Linked DNA regions of Rattus norvegicus: region 2 is linked to region 1. A link is a contact called in public Hi-C data. All regions are on one chromosome and are shown on one strand. Each heading gives the region's core, a stretch centred on a gene start, on an enhancer-like site or on the middle of the called end of the contact. The rest is flanking DNA. Distances are from core to core; before and after follow the strand shown.

Region 1 (3,570 bases), core at 642-3,141:
AAGAGCAAAATTGAATTGGTGTTCTGGTAGTTTTCTTTAAAAGTCGGGATATTTGGTACTGTTACCCTGTGCCATGATAATCTGAAAGTTTGTAAAACAGAGATGATCATGCACATTTGAATGAGGGCTTGGGGGACAAAAACAACAAAAAAATCATTTGTCTCCAGACTCTAAACAAGCACACAGACAGAGGTGTTTTGTGGAGTTTTGTTGTTATTGTTTTGTGTACCCACAGTTGATTTAGAACTCAAAACAGTTGTGCTGCTCTTAACAGGCTGAGGTTTAACACGAATCCCCCTCCCTTGTCAGCTTAGCATAGTTTAAAATAAATAAGACCGGTCAGAATCCATAGGTGCGAGCAGCCAGGTATCGCTCTGCCGGACATCCGTGTTTTGATCAGGAAGTATTAAAATAACTCGGAGCCAACGTTAAGTTCTTCTGGCTATTATTAGTTTATCTTAAAAGGTCCAGGTTCTTTTTTACCTAAAGACATCTTAAAGTATCACGGTGGCATAAGTTATTGAGAACATTAGAAGATACCAACCCTTTTGCCCCAGGAGAATTAAGTAAATAAACAAATAAAGTAAAATAAACCTGGAGGGATCAGATTGTTTGGAAAGGAATGCTGCCTGCTACGGGAGATCCATGACCCCGTGGTCCCAGGACTGCAGGTGAACTATAAGACTTAAAGATGTGTTTCCCATGTACATACAAACACCATTCATTAATTATTCAAGATAAATTTTTTCAGTAATTTAGCAACCCAGTGGAAATGGGAATTAATTCATCTGACCAAAATCTAGAACTCTGCACAGCTCTGTTGACAGACACTTATCATGCTGCTGTCTGATAACATTTAGTGTGCTTCTTCGTGCCTGGTTTTGAAGCTCCCTTCTCTTTGCAAATCACGTATTTTCCACTCTCCCTGATTCTAACTTTCATAATTCTTGGCCAGAAACCACAGCTCCGTGGACGTTCTTGCTGCTGCAACAGGTGTTTGTCACTTTCTTAAGTTGCTTTCCCCCTTAGGTGGTGTTATTTCCGGTACATTCCAAAAGCGCTAGGAAAAAAAATACTAGTGCAATCACTTGCCAAGCCTAAATCACAACCCCGGTAGCAAAGTTACAGGGACTCTGTTGTCTCCGGGATTTTATCTGTACTCTTCTGTGTGCCTTTCTCTGGGTCTGATTTCTAGCTACTGAAGTGTTCACTAAGAGTTTGGGAAAAACCAAAACTGAAAGTAGAAAGGACTTTTTCTCAGAAGCAAAACACTCTGGATTTCTGGAAGTGGGGTGGATTACAGTCTTGGCAAATCCAGTGTAGACCGACTTTGATCGCCCTTTAGAAGACCACCCCAATGTTTGACACACAGAAAAACTCCATAACTCACAGTCTACCTGGCAACATCTCCCTAGAAGGGAGGTCTCTGCACACCATGTTGTGTTTAATTGTAGAGCTTAGAAGAGAACAATCAACCAGTCTGAATAGATATCTCTCTCTCTCTCTCTCTCTCTCTCTCTCTCTCTCTCTCTCTCTCTCTCTCTCCCTCCCTCTCCCTCTCCCTCTCTCTCTCTCTCTCTCTCTCTCTCTCTCTCTCTCTCTCTCTCTCTCCATACAGTCTATCCCTACATCACACAAGTATCAGCCACCACGAAACTCACAAGCACTTAAGGGCAAGATTGCACAGACCAACCTTTTGGAAGTTTCTCGGTCCCGCTGAAGGCAACCAGGGTGAGCATCTGTAACAGTGGAATGTTGACGAGCTCTCTCATGATTAATCCAGGCTCAGGAAGAAAGGTTGCTTCTGGACAATGTGAGGAAAAAAACGCTCCCTGGTTTACATTTTAAAGCACAGTTTATTACAATAGAGTCGTCCACTAATGACTGTTTGCGTCTGCTGCGGCCGCCACAGGCTCTAAGTATGATCAGGAATCCACAGACCTTATCATGATGATGGACAAGGCCAGCTGGGGAGTACTCACTCAGTCGGGTAATGCAAGTGGAGGGCTGGAGGAACAAGGGAAAGAAAATCCCTTCAGAATCCCTTTTAAGACAGTGGCAGAAGGACAATACCAGATGCCTTTTATGGCCACCACTGCTTTCCCTGAGATTACAGCATTCCTAATGTGAGGTTGGTCCCCCACCTCTCCTGCACTCCAATGAGGAATCCGGATCAAACTAATTTTGACTTTCTTCATGGCTCACCTGACCCCCAGCTGACAGCCAGCCTAGCCCAGCTGCTCCAGACTTCACCCATCACACATTCCTTGAATTCTTTCCCTGGCACTGGTAAGGTGTGATACTAACCTGTTTCTGGCAATCATTAAAGTCTTACACTTTATCCCTGGGATATATGACCATGAGAGAGCCCCTCCGCCCCAAAGGCTGCTGTGACTTCTTGTTGCATAAAAACACATGCGATCCTCTCTGCTGTGACGTAAGGGGACTCGCTGGTATCTCGTCGCCTCTCTAGCTTCATCTTTTATGATCCATGTTTCTTACTATTCGGTATCATATTTGATGGCCTGGCTCCCGAGCAACCCTAACTGACTAGAAGGCTGATGATATCTTCCCACATCTGTGCTCGACTGCATGAAGCCATACCTACCACCTACCCCCATAACATAAAGGCTGGACGCACCAGTTCTTCCAGTAGGACACAAGCTTAAGATGGTGCTCAAGTAATGTTCATGAAGGCACACTATCTTCATGACTTTTTGCTCATTGTTATGATGGAAACTACTCAGTTTCCACCCTAAATTACAGCAATTACTGTGACAGGTATTGACGAGAAGCTGGAGAAAAAGAGCACTTAAAAGAACACATCGTTGGGGGCTGGGGATTTAGCTCAGTGGTAGAGCGCTTACCTAGGAAGCGCAAGGCCCTGGGTTCGGTCCCCAGCTCCGAAAAAAAGAACCAAAAAAAAAAAAAAAAAAAAAAGAACACATCGTTGGTAGGATCTAAATCAGAGCTATACTGGAAAGTTGATATTGATCTGCTGTGTGTGTGTGTGTGTGTGTGTGTGTGTGTGTGTGTGTGAGAGAGAGAGAGAGAGAGAGAGAGAGAGAGAGAGCATGGTTTGTAGTGAAAACCCCCTTTTCTTGGGAGGATACATTCTATCACCCCACTCCAAGCTTGAGTCACACCTGGTCACTCTGCATTCACACTTAGTAAGCAGAGACAGCTAAAGGTTGCATTCAACTTGCTTTCTTCTTTCTCCCTTTCAATTTATGGCACCCACATTTGGGGTGGGTCTTCCATCCTTAACCTTTCTGAACACATCTTTGCAGACATGGCCAGAGGCGTGTCTCCTAGGTGACTACAAGTCAGGTCAAGATGAAAATGGGAATTAGCTATCACATTTGCAAACCATAGTAACGAGGGCAAAACTCCAATCCTCCAATTCCCATTTTGTCAAACCGTCTAAATGTAGTTCCTAAAGCACAGTAAATGACATAGGCCAGCATAGAGAGAAGAATTACCCTCATACTTTCTCTAATTACTCAGTTTCCATCCCGAATCACCACAATTACTATAACAAGTATCGGCAAGAAGACAGAGAAAACGAAC
Region 2 (3,570 bases), core at 286-2,785, 84 kb before region 1:
TAATAACAACCCCTAACTGTTGCTCCCAGCAAGAACTGGTTTTTGAGGTGCCAGAACACCTCCAAAGCCTCCACCTCCCGGTTTTCTGTGGGCTTTTGCGCTGCCCACCTGAGTCTGTGTATCTCTTTAGCTCCTGGACTGCTGAGAGGGCAGTTTCACATGCAGCTGGCTCTGCTGCTCATTTGAACACTGGGGCAGAGGTCACAGAGGTCCCTTTACAGAATGCTGATTATTCTGGAATGTTCTGGTATACAATCTCTTAAAAATAAGAGCTAATGTTATGCATGGCACCTGTTCCTGTCTTACCTCCTGGCAAACCTCCTTCTGCAGTGGTAAGAAGGAGTCTTTGATCCCAGACACCTCTCTCACCTTCTTTTATGAAGAACAGCTCTGCAGTCAGTCACTGGAGCATTAATATTAATTCTCTCTCCACTAATACATGTCTGAATCACATTTTCAAATATTTCCTTCCGGTTTCTATGAAGAAGGCACCATCTATTCCCTTTGAACTTTGTTCAGAGGCATGTCCAGAGAACCAGCTATGTCCTGTTTGGTTTATGACACCCCGTACTGTAGTGTAGGTACACTTGATAGCTCTCCCTCTCCTTGGATCTTCCCTTACATGGCGACTGTTGCCTTTCCCCTGCAAAGGTGATGGCCGAGTTTCCCAGCCATTCCTCAGCTTCAAAGCAGCTGGCAGGGGTTCCATCCCTTCCTGTTGTCTGTATGCGACTCACTTGCTAGGCAGAGGCCAGCAAATACAACTCAAGACTTTTCGGTCTCGATTCTTAAAGAAGTACATAGACTCACAAAAAGGTCCTAATGATTTTTTGATGATAATTTAAAACTTTGGAATGTGGTCAATACCAGATGCCCATAGTCACATGCACTAAGTTAAATGTTCACGCATGTGTACCATGACGGGCACTCCTTTTTCAAAGTAACATATACATGACGTTTCTTCAGTCTTGTGCTTAAGCAAATTTTTTGTCTTTTTAAATAACATTTAATTGACAGAATCTTTGTATAGCATGCATGACGTGATACTTTGAATTGAGCTAATTGACATTTGTATCATTTCAGATGCATGTTACAATTTGTGGTGAAAACAGTTAAATCTATTTAGTGATTATTTGAAAGGAATACTATACATATTGCTGACACTGGTCACCTTATCCTATGATGACTCTCTTCGACCTGTTCCTATGTCTCACTGAAACTTAATGCCCTTCATATTTTAAAGTTTATGCTTTTTACAGATTTCTCCCTTTTCTCGAGAGCTAAAGGTAATGTCTACATTTTAAAGTGGTTGCAGAAACTTAAAAGAAGGATATTGAATGGCATGGGGAAACTACATGCGGCTTAAACTGCATCTCCACAGAAAAGGAAGCAATTGTACCCTTTTGGACACATTTCGTGCCTGGGTTTCTGCTAAAGTAACAGGCTAAGCAGTTTTAATAAGGTCTGCGCGGCTCACTGAGGGAATATATTAATATCTGACCCTTTATAGAAAATGTTTGCCAGCCTCCGCTGTTGCGTACTGATCAAATGTCACTTTGCTGGACTGCCAAGCACGCTGTCCTCAGCGAGGAGAACATGACCTTCCTGAAAACCGCCGTGCTTCCTGCGAGTGGAAGTTAAGAACCATTTACTGTACAAAATGTGCTGCAGTATACGGAAGCAATGGCTTTTTTTTTTAATTAAAAAATAAAAAAATAGAGAAAGTTGATTTTGTCTCTCCCAGAAGCTAAGAGAAAGATTCAAGGTTGGGTAGGTGGGTGGGGAGGGGCTCAGAGGAGCCGGAGGACAGGGAGAGACTATGATAATAATATACCATATGGACTTCTCAAAGAACAAATACAATAGAATGAATATAGTTCGAAAATAAAAATGTCTCCTAGACAGATATTTTATGTATTGCATATTTGTGTATAATAGATTATATTATTTATACGCAGAAACTTCATAACTGATCTGTAAATACATTTTTTGTGTCCTGCATTTTTGCATCATAGATATTGTAAACATTTACCTGTGCCAATGTAAACATTTGTTTTTAAAACAAAGCTGCGACTCGATTTCCTTCACCAGTGGATAGGTATGCTGTTTGTACACTATATCCACGAGTGCAAGCAGTTGGAAATAGTATTCACAATTCTTATTTCCTTTGAGTAGGTTTCTAAAAGTGGGTGGCTTTTTGTCTATAGATACAATCACTTTAAGGCTAACAATAAAAATTTCTAAGTTGGAAATTATAAAACAGGCATTTTCGCCACTTTCAGCAGAGTTTGAGTGTGTTTACATTATCACAAGAGGAAAGTGGCTGGGACAGCTCCTTTTATTTCTTGAGGCATCGTTTCATTTTGTTGCCCATGCCAGCCTGAAAACTTCATGACCTTCTGTCCTAGCCTGCTAAGTGCTGGGGCATTTATTTAACTTCCTACATGTCTAAACTGCTTCATTTGAATTTATTTCCATGGAGATGATCTATGTCACTCTTCTAGCCCTGGATTTTATTTTATTTATGATTCCAATATTGTAATTAATCTTTATGTGCAAAATAAAATAAAGCTTCTATAGGCTTGGGAGTATATAAATTGGTTTTGTGTCTCCATTTCTAATAAGTTTACAGTACTTTTTTTTTTTTAAAAAAAGCAGGGAGAGCCGTTGTGTTAACCTGATGGTGCTGTGTCTTTGTTGTCCAATGGCGTGACTCTTCCCTGCGTGCACCATGTGGCCCATCAGTAGACACTGGGCTTCACTGTGAAGTTCTTAAGGGTGGGTGTGTTGTCCCTGAGAGCTGTGGATCTCCTCAAAAGCTAACAACTGATCCCCAAAGAGGACATCGCAGCTGTACACCCAAAGATGAGATCTAGAAGGAACCACATTGTGTATTGAGTTATTTTCTTTATGGCATTGGAATCAGTGTCTGGAGTTTGATGTTCTTCTCAGTTTCTGTGCAGCGGTTGTGAATCAGTACTCTGGAGTCTGTCTGTCCAAACTTGGAGACCTAGCACTTTGTGACCTGTGTGGTCTGGCAACACTGTCTGTACCTGGATCCTTGTACAAAAAGTACAAAGAGTAACACTTCTCCCTGAAGTCCCTGTAATGTCAGAATGACAACAGGCATCATGATGCTAACTGCCGCGGTCGTTATCGCTGTGGATCAATCATCTTTACTTAGGACACTACATGGGACTTTTAAAGCTTTTTTGTTTTATTTACCTGTCTGTTTTGGTTTGATTTTTTTGGTGTTGGTGGTAGTTTCCTGAGACGGGGTTTCATTTAGCTAAGGCTGGTTTTGAACTCCTGATCCTTCTCCTTTATCCTTCCATGACAGCTAAACACCACCTAACATAACTAATTGTTCCACTGTCATTTTTCTTTCATGTGTCTGTTTTGAGAGAAGGTGTCATGTCGTATAGACCAGCCTTAATTTCACTATGTAGCCTATCCTCAAACACACTATGTAGCCCACTCGAGTCTTAAACGTCTGACCGTCTTCACTCAGTGATGGGATTAAAGGTATGAACTTCTGTGTCACATAGTGTTTTTATGAAAGTCAATTTA

The links. A called contact is a pair of places that touch in the nucleus more often than the background predicts.
Region 2: a Hi-C map of psoas muscle shows a contact between it and region 1, with 1.5 times the contacts expected there. The contact joins the enhancer-like site here to the promoter of Musk in region 1.

What each region holds. Positions count from the first base shown.
Region 1 is chr5:77,852,057-77,855,626 of GRCr8, reverse strand. It overlaps Musk (muscle associated receptor tyrosine kinase), which reads right to left and starts at 1,891. Exons shown (of 15, transcript NM_031061.2): 1 at 1,694-1,891. The coding sequence starts at 1,772.
Region 2 is chr5:77,935,831-77,939,400 of GRCr8, reverse strand. All of the region lies in intron 8 of Musk (muscle associated receptor tyrosine kinase), which reads right to left. Among named protein-coding and RNA genes, the nearest start is that of 4930522L14Rikl, 51 kb to the right of the region's middle. Within about 2 kb of position 1,535, at least 3 of the 93 cell types and tissues checked have an H3K27ac peak or open chromatin away from gene starts, as enhancers often do.